2 separate regions of the Capsicum annuum genome follow, and region 1 is linked to region 2. The links are chromatin contacts, called in public Hi-C maps. All regions are on one chromosome and are shown on one strand. The core of a region is the stretch at or near the end of the contact, and the rest is flanking DNA. Distances in the headings are between cores, read along the strand shown.

Region 1 (7,278 bases), core at 3,747-6,246, 52 kb after region 2:
ACACCTTCAACTACTAACATCAAGCAACGTCACATCACAACCACCATCTCCGTTATCAACCGTCACCATCATAATAGTCACTACAATATCAACCATCACAACTATCACCACCAACAGTACTAATCCCTAACATCAATCATTGTCACCGCAACCATTATTATAAATCATCTCCACTATCACTAACAAACATAAATATTTTTTCAATCATAATTTTGTTGTATTAAATTATAAACTTTTCTAATATATAATTAGTTTTTTATTTGAATTGTATTTTTTATTTTATTATATATACAAATAAAATTTTTTTAAGTCTTAATCATTCAGTTTCAGATCTAAAGACAATATCTTAATCATTCAGATGTGCAATCAGATTCAGACGTCTGAATCTTAAAAAAAAAAACAAATACAGCCGTAGTGTGGCCTGTTAATTTTGATTGATACGTTACCTTTTTTTAGTAATAATAATAATATACCAAGGATTTCAATTCTACATAAGGTATTTTCTTGATTTTGGTGTTAATTCTTTATGCAAGGAAAAACTTTTACTTTAAAAGAATCAACACTAATGTACACACTAATAATAATATTTCAATGTAATTTCAAGAGTGAAATCTAGAAAGAATAAAATATACATAAAAATTATCACTATCTTGCAATGAGCTATTTTACCCCAAATCCAACCTTCGATTATTGAATTAACCATAAAAATAATTATCAGCTCGGAACAATGGGATTTGGATACAATCATAGCCATATTAAAGTCCCAAATATGTCATTTTAAATCCAAATATTAGTATTTAATGAAAAAGGAGAAATATCCCACTATTAAACAATTTATGTACCTGAAATTTTTGTAAAATAATTTTTTTAAAAAAAATTATAACTATTTATTCTTTGATATTTCTGTTCAAAAGATACATCAAAATTAATGGTTTGGTAAAAATTCAAAATATTTTTCATCAACTTATATTGTAGTCATTATACTAAAAGAAATAATATCTCAATCATAAAACATATGTAATTGTGTACTAATAAAAATAATAATAATTTAATACGGTTAAGCAAATATAATAATAAATTCGTTATTTTTTTTAATATTGGCCCGCGCCTCGCGCAATTACGAATACTAGTATATTACTAAAACGACCTTCAATTAATTATTTTTTAATTATTATATTTAAATAAAATTAAACTTTATTTTAAATAATTTTTAAACATAATATGTGAAATATTTCAATAACGGCAACTCAACACACTTTAGAACTGGTAAATATCGATACATTATAAGAATCATGCATATAGTTCATATGTGTCGAACCAAAAAGATTGACACATAAGTGTTGATCATACAAGTGTTTCGCCTCTATGTTACGCTGATTTGATAAATTATGAATCAATACTTATATTCATTACTAAAACGAACTCCAATTAATTATTTTTTAATTATTATATTTAAATAAAATTAAGTTATATATTTAAATAATTTTTAAACATAATTTGTGAATTATTTCAATAACGATAACTCATCACAATTTAGAACTGGTAAATGTCGACACATTATAAAAATCATTCATATAGTCATATGTGTCGAACCAAAGAGAGTGAAACATAAGTATTGATGGTACAAGTCTTTGGTCCCTATGTTACGCCGGTTTGATAAATTGTGAATCATTACTTATATTAGTTACTAAAATAACTACTAATTCTTTATTTTTTTTAAGTATATGGTTAAATAAAATTAAAATATTTAAATAATTCTCAGGCATAATTTGTAAGATATCGCAATAACGACAACTCAACATATCTTAAACTCGATAAACGTTGATGCTTATACAAATCAAGCATATAGTTCACATCTATTGAACAAAAGAGAATGCGATATAACTGTCAATCATACAAGTCTTTCGTCTTTATGTTACGCTAATTTGATAAATTGCATATTTTTACTTATATATATTGCTAAATTAACCTCCAATTAATTATTTTTAAACTATTATATGTAAATAAAATTAATATTTATTTTAAATAATTTTTAAACATAATATGTGAAATATTTCAATAACGGCAACTCAACACACTTTAGAATTGGTAAATATCCACACATTCTAAAAATCATGCATATAGTTCATATGTGTCGAACCAAAAAGATTGACACATGCATAAGTATTGATCGTACAAATGTTTCGCCTCTATGTTACGCCGATTTGATAAATTATGAATTATTACTTATATTCGTTACTAAAACGACATCCAATTAATTATTTTTTAATTATTATATTTAAATAAAATTAACTTATATATTTAAATAATTTTTAAACATAATTTGTGAAATATTTCAATAACGACAACTCATCACAATTTAGAACTGGTAAATGTCGACACATTATAAAAATCATTCGTATAGTCATATGTGTTGAACCAAAGGGAGTGAGACGTAAGTATTGATGGTACAAGTCTTTTGCCCCTATGTTACGGTGGTTTAATAAATTATGAATCATTACTTATATTTGTTACTAAAATGACCTCTAATTCTTTATTTTTTAAGTATATGTTTAAATAAAATTAAAATATATATTTAAATAATTCTAAGGCATAATTTGTAAGATATCGCAATAACGACAGCTCAACATACCTTAAACCTAATAAACGTTGACACTTATAGAAATTATGCACACAGTTCACATCTGTCGAACAAAAGAGAATGAGATATAAGTGTTAATCATATAAGTCTTTCACCTCTATATTACGGCGATTTGATAAATTATGAATCATTAGTTATATTTGTTACTAAAATGATCTCTAATGAATTTATTTTATTATTAGGCTTAAATAAAATTAATATATATATATATATATATCAAAAATAATTTGTAAAATATTATGATAACAACAAATCAACACACTTTACACTTGGTAATCCGATAAGTCGAACCACTAGTTCAATAGCTAAAATGTCATTACAGATTATTGATTTCGGTTTGATGTTGAACAGTCATAGCTAGAATCAAGGGTGTTATGTCCAAACTTAGAAAATGCGAACTAAAGTACTAATTGTCTTTTACTGTCACAAATAAAACTCTTACTATGAAAGAATACGCATTGACTGAGATCATGCTGAAATATTGAGATCTCTACCTAATTATTTTTTCTTAACTTGAAAAGATGTAAAATTGTACTAACTAAAATTAAGAATGTCTACCTAAGTAAATGTATTTGAAAACGTATTTACACAGATTTAAAGTGAAATTAACAAATAATGATTATGTTTTCAAATATGAAATTATACTGAAATTAGCAAATAATGAGTATGTATGTAAACTGACAAACTATAAACGTATTTATCACTGTATGTTTTCAAATACTGAAAATATATTTCACTGAAAAATATTTAAGCATGGAGGAAATTAATTTAGTAAAGAATTAAAATTAGAGAAAAAATTTTATGCGAGAATTAAAATTAGTAAAAAATTATGTTTAAATCAATTTGAAAATATGTTTGAATTTCCACCGTATGTTTCATTAAGACTATATCATTAAGATATGAATATGTCAAACCGTATGTTCCACCATATTTCATGTCAAAAATAATCTCCAGAAAGATATCATTAAGGCTAAGGGAAATTGAGAAACAATTTGCAATGAATTGATTGTAATTAAGTTCCTCTACAATAATCAATGCATTGAAAATATGATAGAAAAATATATTTAATTTTTAAGGTAAAAGGGTAAAGAAAGGATAAAGATGTCCAAGAAAAAATTGATTTATAATGTGAATGGAATCTTTCATTATTATGGCTAAATTTTATGGCCAAAAGGATTTTTCCAATTTTAAATTATCTATCTTGATGACTAAATTGAACTTTCATCTATATAATCAACTACTTTTTTCATTTAGTTTTTCTGTGAGCACGTTTCTTTTATGAACATTAATGACTTATAATTAATTAGAAATTGACTTATTCACGTGGGATATGTTAAGTGTGTGAATAAAAATCTCATATTGATAGATGATGAAAGGATTAGAAAGTTACATGTAAGGTATATATAGAAACTATCAATGGTATGAGGTCATTTAGAGGAAATCGTGTGAACTTGATCAAAAATAGATAATATCACACCATGTAAAAGTGTCAGAATGCAAGATTCAATTTACTTATCCTTACAAACTTGAATATGCGCACACAAGGAAAAAACTAATTGTGAGCTTCGATTGTCATAAAATACTCAAAAGATGTGGGTGACACACAATAACTCTCAAAAATAGATCCGTAGATCATGGTGATAGACCAGTAGAACTTAGTTTGAGGGGAGATTGTTGAGTATCTCGATGACTCGTGAATCGTGATAATGAGACATGTGAAACATCTAAATTTTAATTTAAGATATTGCGTCATTTCATGTTGTATAACATTTATTTTACGGGAGGTAGACTATTTTCCTATGTCATTAACACCTTATGTGAGGGGATTTGAGCTTTTTCACCCATGAAGTGTGTGCTTTAATTAGAGCACTAACCTATGCTTAGAGGAATAACAATAAAATATCAGTATAAACCAAAGTAAGGTATAAAGAGAATAGAGTATATATGGACTTTATTCCTACTTCATAAAGATAAAAAGGTTACGTTGTTGTTGACAGACTCTCAACTTACGTAAAGAATTCTAGAACAATCTGAACAACTTAGTGATATGAAGAGCAGTACACAACATACAGGAGAAAGAACAACCCTGACAATTTAGTAATACGATAATCAAAGCATAAAAACGCAATCGCTCAGTGAAAAACTAAAAATATAGTTCTAATAGTAATGGTAAAAAAGTAGGTAAAAGTACCACAACCAAGCCTATCTTGTTAAAAAGTATGAGAATTGCGTTCAATAACCAACTAACCTTATACCCTAACTTGCAACCTCTAAAACCTCATATCTAATGTCATATTTTCGATAAACTTAAGACACGTCATGTTATATCTAATCATCTATCATCCATACTTCTTTGATTTTCCTCTACCTCTCGTGCTGCCCACCATTGCCATCTGCCACACCGACATCTACACCTTTAAACATATTCATTACTAATTTTTCTATCCATATTTCTATTTAGAGGGATGATAAAGGAAAGAAATTAAACAAATATAGATATTAGAGCAAATCTATTGAGAAGAAATTGGGAAAGAAGTTGCTGACATGGACAAATAAGAAAGGGAGAAAATAGTACTAAAAGCACTTGCCTTTTTACTTTTTGGAGTGTTTGGGTTACAGAATCAAAAAAACAGCAAAGAAACCACACACACCTAAAAGAACAGAACCAACTCTCTCCCTTCATGTATCAAGATTTCTCCATTGCCACATACAAACTTGTGGCTATTATTTCTTTGCCTTTATTGACGTGTCATCTCCAAACTCTTAAACCCTTTTAACCCTTTTCCTTCTCTTCTTCTTCCTATGTAGTTTCAAAGTCCTAAAAAACTTATAAGACAACAAACACCAAAGTAACCAAAAAAATTTTGTTTTCAAGAAACATAAAGTAGTTTGATTTATTTTTGGTTGTGTTAGAAAGAAAAGAGAAGAGTAATTCAACAAGTTATTGTTATGTCTGAAATAAGAGATCCTGCTATTAAGTTGTTTGGTAAAACAATTGGTATGACACAACAAGAAACCAATTGTGTTCATGATCATCATACAAGTGCTTCATTTGACAATGATAAGGTAAAAAATCTTTGTCTAAATTGTTTACAATAAATGTGATGAGTTTAATGTAAATGGGATTTGAGTTGTTGAGTTTGAAACTTGAAATTTCGAAAAATTGACCTTTTTTGGAGTTGGAAGTTGTGTTTGGACATGTAGTTTATTTGAAAAATATTTGAAGTTTTGTGAGTAGAATTTTCAAGAACTGGCTGAAGATTGAAAATCTGATCAAATTTTATGGCGAAACGCTAAACTTAGTAGTATGTGGGTGAGTTTTGTTTTATGAAAAGAATTGATCTTTATTGATATCATAGCTTAAAATGGAAATGTAAACCCCAGTTTTTGGGAAAGACCCTGTTTTGGGAATTGTTTTGTCATCACTTTCTGTATTGGGATTTGGAAATTTACTGTTTTGGAAATTAGTTTTTTTTTTTCAACTTACAAAGTTCCATAGTACTGTGTTTTGGGAATTGGGAACTTTTGCTCAGTTTCTTGCTGTTTGATCTGTTTTCTTCATGAGTCTGTTGGTACTATCTGGTCATCTAAATCAGCATAATCAACTTTTTTCCTTTTCTTACTATATTTTTCAATGAATTGTCATGGTATCTATGATGATATTGTTATTGCTTCAAAAATGTTTTAAGCATGTGTATGAATATCCTTTTTTTTTTTTCTCATGTATCATATAGTAACTTCTCTACCTCGCACAAGGTGGGGCTAATGTCTGCATACACTCTTTCTTTTCCAGATTCCACTTGTACTTGTATATTGTTGTCTGCGTACACTTACCCTCCCAAGATCTTGTTTGCTTGTTGGTTCACATTGGCTTATGTTGTTGTTGTTGTTCTATATCCAGCTTGTTGCGATCGAGGCGTTATTGCTGTTGTAAATTTCCTTTGCTTGATAATCTAACCAATTTCATTTTATGTTACAAATTTAACAGGAACTGATATGATCCTACTTTCCAAAATATTTTTTTTATATGTTTCTGTAATTTGGAAAGCACAAGGATTATATGTCCTGAAAATATTCAGATCCTCTATACCCTGCAAAAGCTTGTCTTTATGGTGATCTTTAGTAATCGAGTTGTTTCTTTTCCTTCTGTGCTTATTACAAACTGTTGTTTCACTTGCTTTGTATCTTGCTATTTCGATGTCATATTTTCTTGCTACCATTGCTTCGAATTCTTTTCTTGTTTGTCGAGCCAAGGGTCTATCAGAAATAGTCTCTCTACCCCATACAGGTATGGGTAAGGTTTGCGTACATCGTACTCTCGCCAGACCCCACTTGTGGGATTACACTAGGTATGTTGTTGTTGATGATGATCATATTGTAGTGCCTTTCATCAAGTGGAACTGTTTAACAACTGCTAGGAATGTGGAGATTTAGGCGTAAATATTCAGATCCTACACTTGTTCAATTGCTTATGCTAAAACAATAAGATCGTCTTCTCAGTGTCGAAGAGTTTTGATTTGTTGTGAGAGAGCTCAAATTAACCTCTTTTTTCTTGTCACCTGACCAGATCGCTTTAGGAGGAGAACTTACACAAAGCAAACAAGATGATGTACTTGTCGATCCAACTGCAGACTCTT
Region 2 (7,741 bases), core at 4,029-6,528:
ACCACTTGGGTGGTGTGCATGGTGGTGGTGGTGGGGTGTTAATTACCTCTCTTTTCTCTTTTCTCTTTAATCAACACACGAATGTAGAAATTATTAAAAAGGTCCATAATTCATGTACTATATTACACAAAAGAGAAAAAACAGAAGAGTAGTGTGCTTTTTTAAAAGGTTTAAACCACATCCATTGGATCTAAATAAGTAAACAGTTAGTATTATCTACGCATAAAGCAAAAGAAAGAAAGAAAAAAAGGGACAAATTAAAGAAGGCCAAAATGGCAAACAACAAATCAGAAAAAAGTCAATTCAATTAGATCAGATCAATCTTGGGATTTAATTCTTGGGGGGTGGTCAAGAATTGGATGGACTTGGAATCGAAATACAATGATTGAATCTACAAAGTTTTGCCCTCTCAGTGCACTACATTCACTTGGTCTGCTCCATTTCTAAAGATTTCAAAAGACTCAAAAAAAAATTAGACTCTTACTTATATAAAATAAAATAAAAAAACATCCCGTGTTCTCGCAGGATTCAGGAAAAAGCTACTCGTCAAGAGATATGATGTAGATAGCTTATAACTAAATATAAACATTAGTGGCTGATTCTATAACTTGACTTCGTAATTACAGTTATATATATATATATATAAAGTTGTAGTCACGTAATTGAGCCATAGAAGTAGACTGCCTACATCACATTCCTTGGAGTGTGGCTCTTCCTCGACAATCACGTAATTGAGCCATAGAAGTAGACTGCCTACATCACATTCCTTGGAGTGTGGCTCTTCCTCGACCCCGTTGTGAAAGAGGATGATTTTTTACCAGGTTTTCTTTTTACAATAATGAACGATTCTAATACTGATATATAGCAACTCCCGTTGAAGCAATTGTAGCAACTCCTCCCTCCAAATACTTCCCCTTTCTCTTTTATTAGTCACATTTTACTTTTTGAGAATTAAACTGTATGGACTTTAATCAATATTTTAAGATATATATTTTTCATCATATTAATATGAGAAAGATTGCGGCTTATAGTATTTTAATTTTCACATAGTTTTCATATCTAAATTTTAAGTTTTAATTATTAAATTAATGTAACTCAATCTAATTTCTAAATTTAGTTAAATCCTCTCGTGAAATGAAATCTAACAAGTAAAAGAGAACGGAGGGGTAATATCATTAATAATAATACACTAGTAACTGTTCTAGGCTTTTTAGCTTTGATCAAGTCTATGTAATAGTTGAGCAAAGGCAATAAAGTGAGGGTTCCTTGTGTTGTTTCTTTAACTTAGACTACATTATCACATGAAGAATTATTAGGGGAAATTTAAAGTTGGAGCTGTGTGTATATTCATTAAGCCTATATAGGAACCAATTTGATTCCAGTGAAGTAGAGGGCTATATGGTCTGATCAAGGCTTCAAAATTATCAATATATTGTCAGAATATTATACTGTAATAAATAAGATAATACGTTATATTTGTATATGTACAAATTATTGAATCATTTCAACGTAGTGTAGCAACAAAGGTGGTTCAAATATTACATTAATCGCATTGAAGACTAACGTGTAGAAGACGTAATTTTTTTTTTTTTTAAAGATTTGGTATATATTTGCTATTTAAATATATATATATATATATATATATAATTCTAAATAAGTCTTGTAGGCAAATTCATATATAATGAAGTAGGTGTTTAGTTTCTATATAAAGTAGATTTTGCGCTATTATAAATAAAGGGTATTACTACTTATTTTCGCATTTGGATTTTGAGATCAATAAGGGATTTCAGGTTTGACTCTCAAACTTGAGATTTCTTAATTTTTAACTCCGTCACTAATAATACGAAATAATGTTGTTAATGATGTTGTGTATAGTTAAAGTTGGAATAAAAAGATCAAAGGGTATGATTGGATTCTGTAATATTTTAATTATATGGGCTAAAATGTGTGAAAATCAAGAAAAAAAGAGAGAGAGAGGGAGTAATAGAAGTATCTTTTTCTTTTCTTTCTTTCTTTCTTTCTTGCTTTAATATATTCCATTACAAAGTAAAGGAGATTCTAGGATGATGCATGATGCCGAATATTGAGTAGCAACTATGAGATCAAAAAGTCACTTAAACTAAAGTAATCTTGAAATTGATCACCAATTATTATTGTGATAGAGGACCCCATGTAAATATATATTAGAAGATATCTCTTTCTCACAAATCCAAAAGCATTAAAAGGAAAAGAAGATATCACTCAAAGATAATGGTGAAGTCTTAAGTATTTTTTAATTTTTGATCAGAAATTTCACGTTTAAGTTCTAGCTAGATATAAAATCACTTTTAGTAGGAAGTGCATTACTTTTCAAAATGAGATATTTTAATATAAATTTAAATTAGTCAGACTTCAAAATAAATATCAAACATATGATGATTTAAAAAAAAAAAAAAGGAAAAAGAGACGAGAGAAGAATATATGGCCTCATGAGGAATCCAAAAAAAGTGAAATGAAAGGAACTTGTCACAATCCCAACAAAGAATATAATTCATATCTATCCCCCCAGCTGTTTTTATTTTACCCCTTTGGAGCATATATATAATTCCTTTATTGAAAATGACACAAGCATTATGTCATTCTTACCTATCTTAATCTAATAGTAACATTTCTTTTTCAATTTTATTTTGTTAGACTTGACTAGGCAATATACATTATTGGAAGTGTAAATATAACGAAAAATAAAAACCATGAAAGTATAACATGGTATTGCCTGTTAGTAAATGAATATTGCACCAACATGCTATGATATTGACTCTGCATTTTTAAGAATCTAATATGAATAAGATAATATTTTTAAAGAGCTCAACAATATTTGAATTCAAGATTTGAATTCGAATTCTGCTCCAGTCTAATTTAATAGATTTAAATTTATCATTTATAGTTATTTGATATAAGTTTTGAGTAAATTTATATCTTCTTTACTAGATCCGTCAATGACAAGAGGGGTGAAATGAAATGACTTTGGAGGTACTAAGTTGAGTTTTTCTCCAAGGTTAATTTCTTTTTATTGGCCAAGCAAAATGTTCTAATCATAGGAACAGACTGGTTAACTCTAGCTTAATTTCTATTAATCATGATAACTAAGTAACATGATTAAGATTCCTTAATTTCCATATAATGATTAAATATTTGGTGAGACCACTTCCAATGTGGAGCATCCATGCAGTCAAACTCACAACTTTCTCCTATTATAACTACAATTTCTTTAAATAAGCACCACAAAAAAAGAAAAAAAAAAATCAACCGACAACTTCTATCGCTAAATTAATAACAAATATTTGTTGCTAAATCCAACTAACGTTAGATTATCAAGCGATGACAAAAAATTCAGTTAGTTACGAGCTATTTAACAACATATTATATATCATTTTTTTGGAAGGGTAGAATCATAAAAGGATGAAGGAATTTTTTTTTTCTTTTTACTCGTACCAAAAATGTTTAGTGTGAATGTAAGAAACTTTTTTCATGGAATTTATGAGTTGGATATATAATTGCTTGTTTTTTTTTTTCTTTTTCTTTTCAACAAGCTAATCAACAACGCACTTACTTATGTACTGTCTGTTAATATTAGTACATCTATGTTTTACAGACCCCACTGTTGCAGCCACAAAGACGAAACAAAATCATGAGAAAAATATTCCTCAGATGATAGGGCTCAAAAACTCTAGTGAAGCACCTTGACCTAAAACAAGCTCCAAATCAAATAAGGAAAAATGTCAAAAGGTCATAATAGTAATAATAAATTTGACCTAGTATATACAGTATGATTTATCGACTAGGGAGTTCATTTAGCTTCCCTATTTCTGCCCCTGACCCCATTGAAACAACTGATATGGCTAGTGAGATGGTTGGACATGCCACTTGAAAGTTGCTTTTTTTATCTGATTGCTCAGGTTCAAACTCCAACAACAACGTTTTCTTATTTGCTCCTTTTTCCATTTTCCAAATTACACCGTCTGAGCATTATTGTGCAAATATATATATATATTTATCTTTTGATTAAAAAAAATTTCCTACTTAGTATTCATTTATGTTTCACCTTTTCTTTCTTTCTTTTATGTATTGTGGATATTATTGACCTATTTTTATTTTATTTCAAAATACAAGCTTCTCTTTCCAACTTCAAAAGATAGATATTCTCTCTAACTTATACTGTATAATATTTATTTTCTTTTATCTTTTGATCATTGAGTTATTTTTTATTTAAAAAATTAGTAATTTAAAGTTTGAGATAGACTTAAATCGAACATTACCCGTTGCAACAATCTAGCAAACATACATCTCTCGAATTTCATATTTTTCAAAATCTTTCTATTATTGTTCAAAATATGAAAGTGCGTTGAATTTAAATACGGTGAATAACACACTTTTCTCATATTACATCTAATTAATGATATTCAATAATATTAAAATTTTGCTTATAAAATACTATAATTAACAAGTTTTCAAAGAACCATATGTCGAACTTTGACACTATTAATTACTATATTTAAATATAGAGGTGCATCCGTCAAGTTTAAATCCTGAGTTTGCCTCTGCATGCATGAAAGCTGTTTCTTGATATATCCAAAGTCGGTAGTAAGTTATATATACTTACAGTGTAACATCTTTTACACAATTTACTTAGTTTAACTTATAGTAACATTTAGTAACATTTTCACTTATCATTTTTATGTTACCAACTATGTACATTACATACCCTTCAAGAAAATTGTATCTATACGAGTTTGGTTTGTTCTTTTGGCACAATTATCTGTATATGAATTTGAGAAGTTTTTGAATGAAAGGAAAATGAGAACTTAATTCTTGAAGTGAGGCTGTTTAGTTTTCTTTTGTGAGACACTCGGTATTTCTTGGTCATCAATTATAATCCTTGTGGTTTAGCCTTTTCTCGAATTTCGTGCATAATGGTTAGCTTTTAGTGCTTCGAACTGCCTTTTCTTTATCTTTTTGTTTTCATGTGATTTGTATTCCAATTAGGCAGGTAGCTCAGTATATACAAATCATATATTGTACCCTGTGGAAATATTTACTAGATTTGCCTCATAGCTGTCTTAACAGCTTTAGTACAAAAGATAATTGAGTGAAGTGAAAAAATAGACAAATTTGGATGTCATTCACCAAAGAAATTGATTGAATTTAATAAATTACAGAATCTTTCTCTCAAGCCAGACATGTTTGATGTATAGTTTTTTTGTTTGGTTTTCCACCGGGTGTCCGGTACCCGCATTGGAGCTCCAATTAATCCGGATCGCGCCCATTATGGGGTAGCACTCCCAATCGGATTTTCTCCATATCCAGGAGTCAAACTCGAAACCTCTGGTTAAAGGTAGAGCAAGCCCACCACTGCACGACAACCATGTTGGTGTTTGATGTATAGTTTTGGTTTTAATTTAGCTGTGCTGATCAAAATTGTTGTTGGAAGGAAGGGCAGCTCTAAAGAGATTTCTTTTAAAAGAAAAAGATGGATGGGGATGTCATATTTGACAATTCATTTCACTCTACGAATGTCACTCCCCCTAGTCCTTTTTATTCCACTCTTACTATTTGAATGTATTGGGTGTGCGAACAAAAATCTTATATTAATGCTAAAAATATTGAAATGATACATATAAGGCATGTGATTTTGTAATGATGTAACACCATTTGAAAAAAACCTGTTTGGACTTCGGCCAAAGTTGACAATATCACATCATGTCTTAATATTTTTGGGCTGGTTGAGCCAAACAGAATGAAAGTCTTGACTTTAACATGTAAAATTGCTATCATCTAACTTGGTGTAGCAGTTGTCTTTCTATATGGTCAGTCGAAATTTCATATCTGCTAAGGAATTAGTCCAAGTTAGATAGAAAAATATGAGTTTGTAATTGAAATCAGGGGAGCTAAATAGATAAATTCTCTTTTTACTTGGAGCTAAGAAGCAAGTTACGATAACTTTATGATGAAATAACACAAGAACTAATTGTTGGGTTCTATATGTGTGTTAAATGAAAAATGGAGAAATCAAGTGGAAGAGGAAAATTGAGTTTACACCAAAATGGGAAGTGTACTCAAAAATTGAAAAGTTTACTCTTTCTCCCACATTGGTGGAAGAAGAGAACTTTAAAGTGTTTATATTGTGAAACACACTTTCACATGGATAAGTGAGGCAAGAAAATAGAGATGCCTCTTGCCGTTGTCGTTGTTTGCTTGGTTTGGCTTTGGATTTAGATTTGGAAAATGAATATTTTCTGAGTTTAATCTGGTGACGCAGAATAGTTGTGTTGCTTCGGAAATACAGCTTCAGAACTGATGCATTGTTTTCTGTTTTTTAACTGAATTGATACACTGGTTGAACAAGTAGATGCAACCATTCAGCAAAAGACATGATTCATGGAAAGATATTCCTGTTCAGGAAAGGATGCAATCTTTGATGAACAGACATGAACTTAGAGCAAAGGTGCAACCTTTAGAGTGAACCATTGCCTCCTTTCTAAAGAGGCATCTTGTGGCTATAAATAACCTAATTTTCATCCACAGGTTTGAGATAGAAATTTCAGATTATAAACTTTTCTTCTTCTCTTGAAAAGCTATTCTGTGTGATCATTAAATTGTTCAGTGCGTTCGTAGAATCTGCCTATTTAAGATACCACTATAGTCGGATTGAAGGCCATTTTATCCTGGGAGGAAAAATTCCACAACCTCGGGTACAGTGAAGGGAATTATATCCTTAAGAAAACTCCGTGAATTCGGACGACTTAGCCTTATTCATTTCTACTTCATCTATTATTTCTGGAAAAATAAATACACCTCTTGGAAAGATCATTTTTTATCTTGTGTTGAGGGTATTGATATACTTCATTGTGTTCTTGTTTATAAACTTGAACTAGATGAAATTATTATTCTGCTGTAATTCTACATACCCGAACATATTGTGGAAAATAACACTAATATTGTTATTACTTATTAGTTTGTGCAGCTAATTTAATGTAACCCAATTCTTGTTGTTTTGTAGTTGGGTTCAAGCTTTCCCCAACCCTTTCTCGTCAGTAGACTCCAGAAGTATATTTGAAGGAGCGAGATTGTTCAAAAAGTTCTTACCTCTCTATTTATTTTTGAGATTTTTGAATTCTTCAAAACTCCATCAACATGCAGAAAAGAGGAGAGATACTATCCCAAACGGACAAAGATAATTTTTTTTTATTTATTCAAATAACAATTAAGATGAAGCAAGATCAAAGATGACAAATCTTATTATAACATACAAAGTCATTTTGCAAGTACTTTATTAGGGGTAATTCTACAAAGGGTAACTTCTTTTTTCCCTAATTCTAAAGCATAAGTTGGTTGTTGTGATTTGAAATTTCTACTACTTCCCTTCAAATATATCGGTTCCAACTGCTTTGTAATACTTTTGCTTGAGTCGAGGATCGATTGAAAACGGTCTTTTTACCTTTTAAGATATAGGTATAAGGTATGTACAACCATTACTCTCCCCAAACCTTACTTGCGAGATAACAGTGAGTATGTTGTCGTCATGTTTGTTATCAAGTTATATGTCGTTTGCCCATCAAGATCAGGAAAAAGAAGAGAAGAATAAAATGATGATGATAATGGATCAAAGCTAACTAGTAAATGCATTATAAGTGGCTGACACCTCAGATCCACTTAATGCTATTATTATCTGATGCTTTCCATCTTTAATTTGTTGAGTGTTCAG

What was found. Hi-C and Micro-C count contacts between places; a contact is called where the count stands out from the background.
Region 1: a contact with region 2 is called in a Hi-C map of leaf, with 2.6 times the contacts expected there. The contact joins the promoter of LOC107868098 here to the enhancer-like site in region 2. A contact is called at or near these places in 4 of 5 Hi-C or Micro-C datasets (bud, leaf and placenta).

What each region holds. Positions count from the first base shown.
Region 1 is chr11:19,211,896-19,219,173 of UCD10Xv1.1, forward strand. It overlaps LOC107868098 (cyclic dof factor 1), which reads left to right and starts at 4,997. Exons shown (of 2, transcript XM_016714674.2): 1 at 4,997-5,707; 2 at 7,209-7,278. The coding sequence starts at 5,591.
Region 2 is chr11:19,159,658-19,167,398 of UCD10Xv1.1, forward strand. No RefSeq gene overlaps it. Among protein-coding and RNA genes, the nearest start is that of LOC107868099, 20 kb to the left of the region's middle. Within about 2 kb of position 5,279, at least 3 of the 5 cell types and tissues checked have an H3K27ac peak or open chromatin away from gene starts, as enhancers often do. A contact at or near this core is called in leaf, where this site is marked.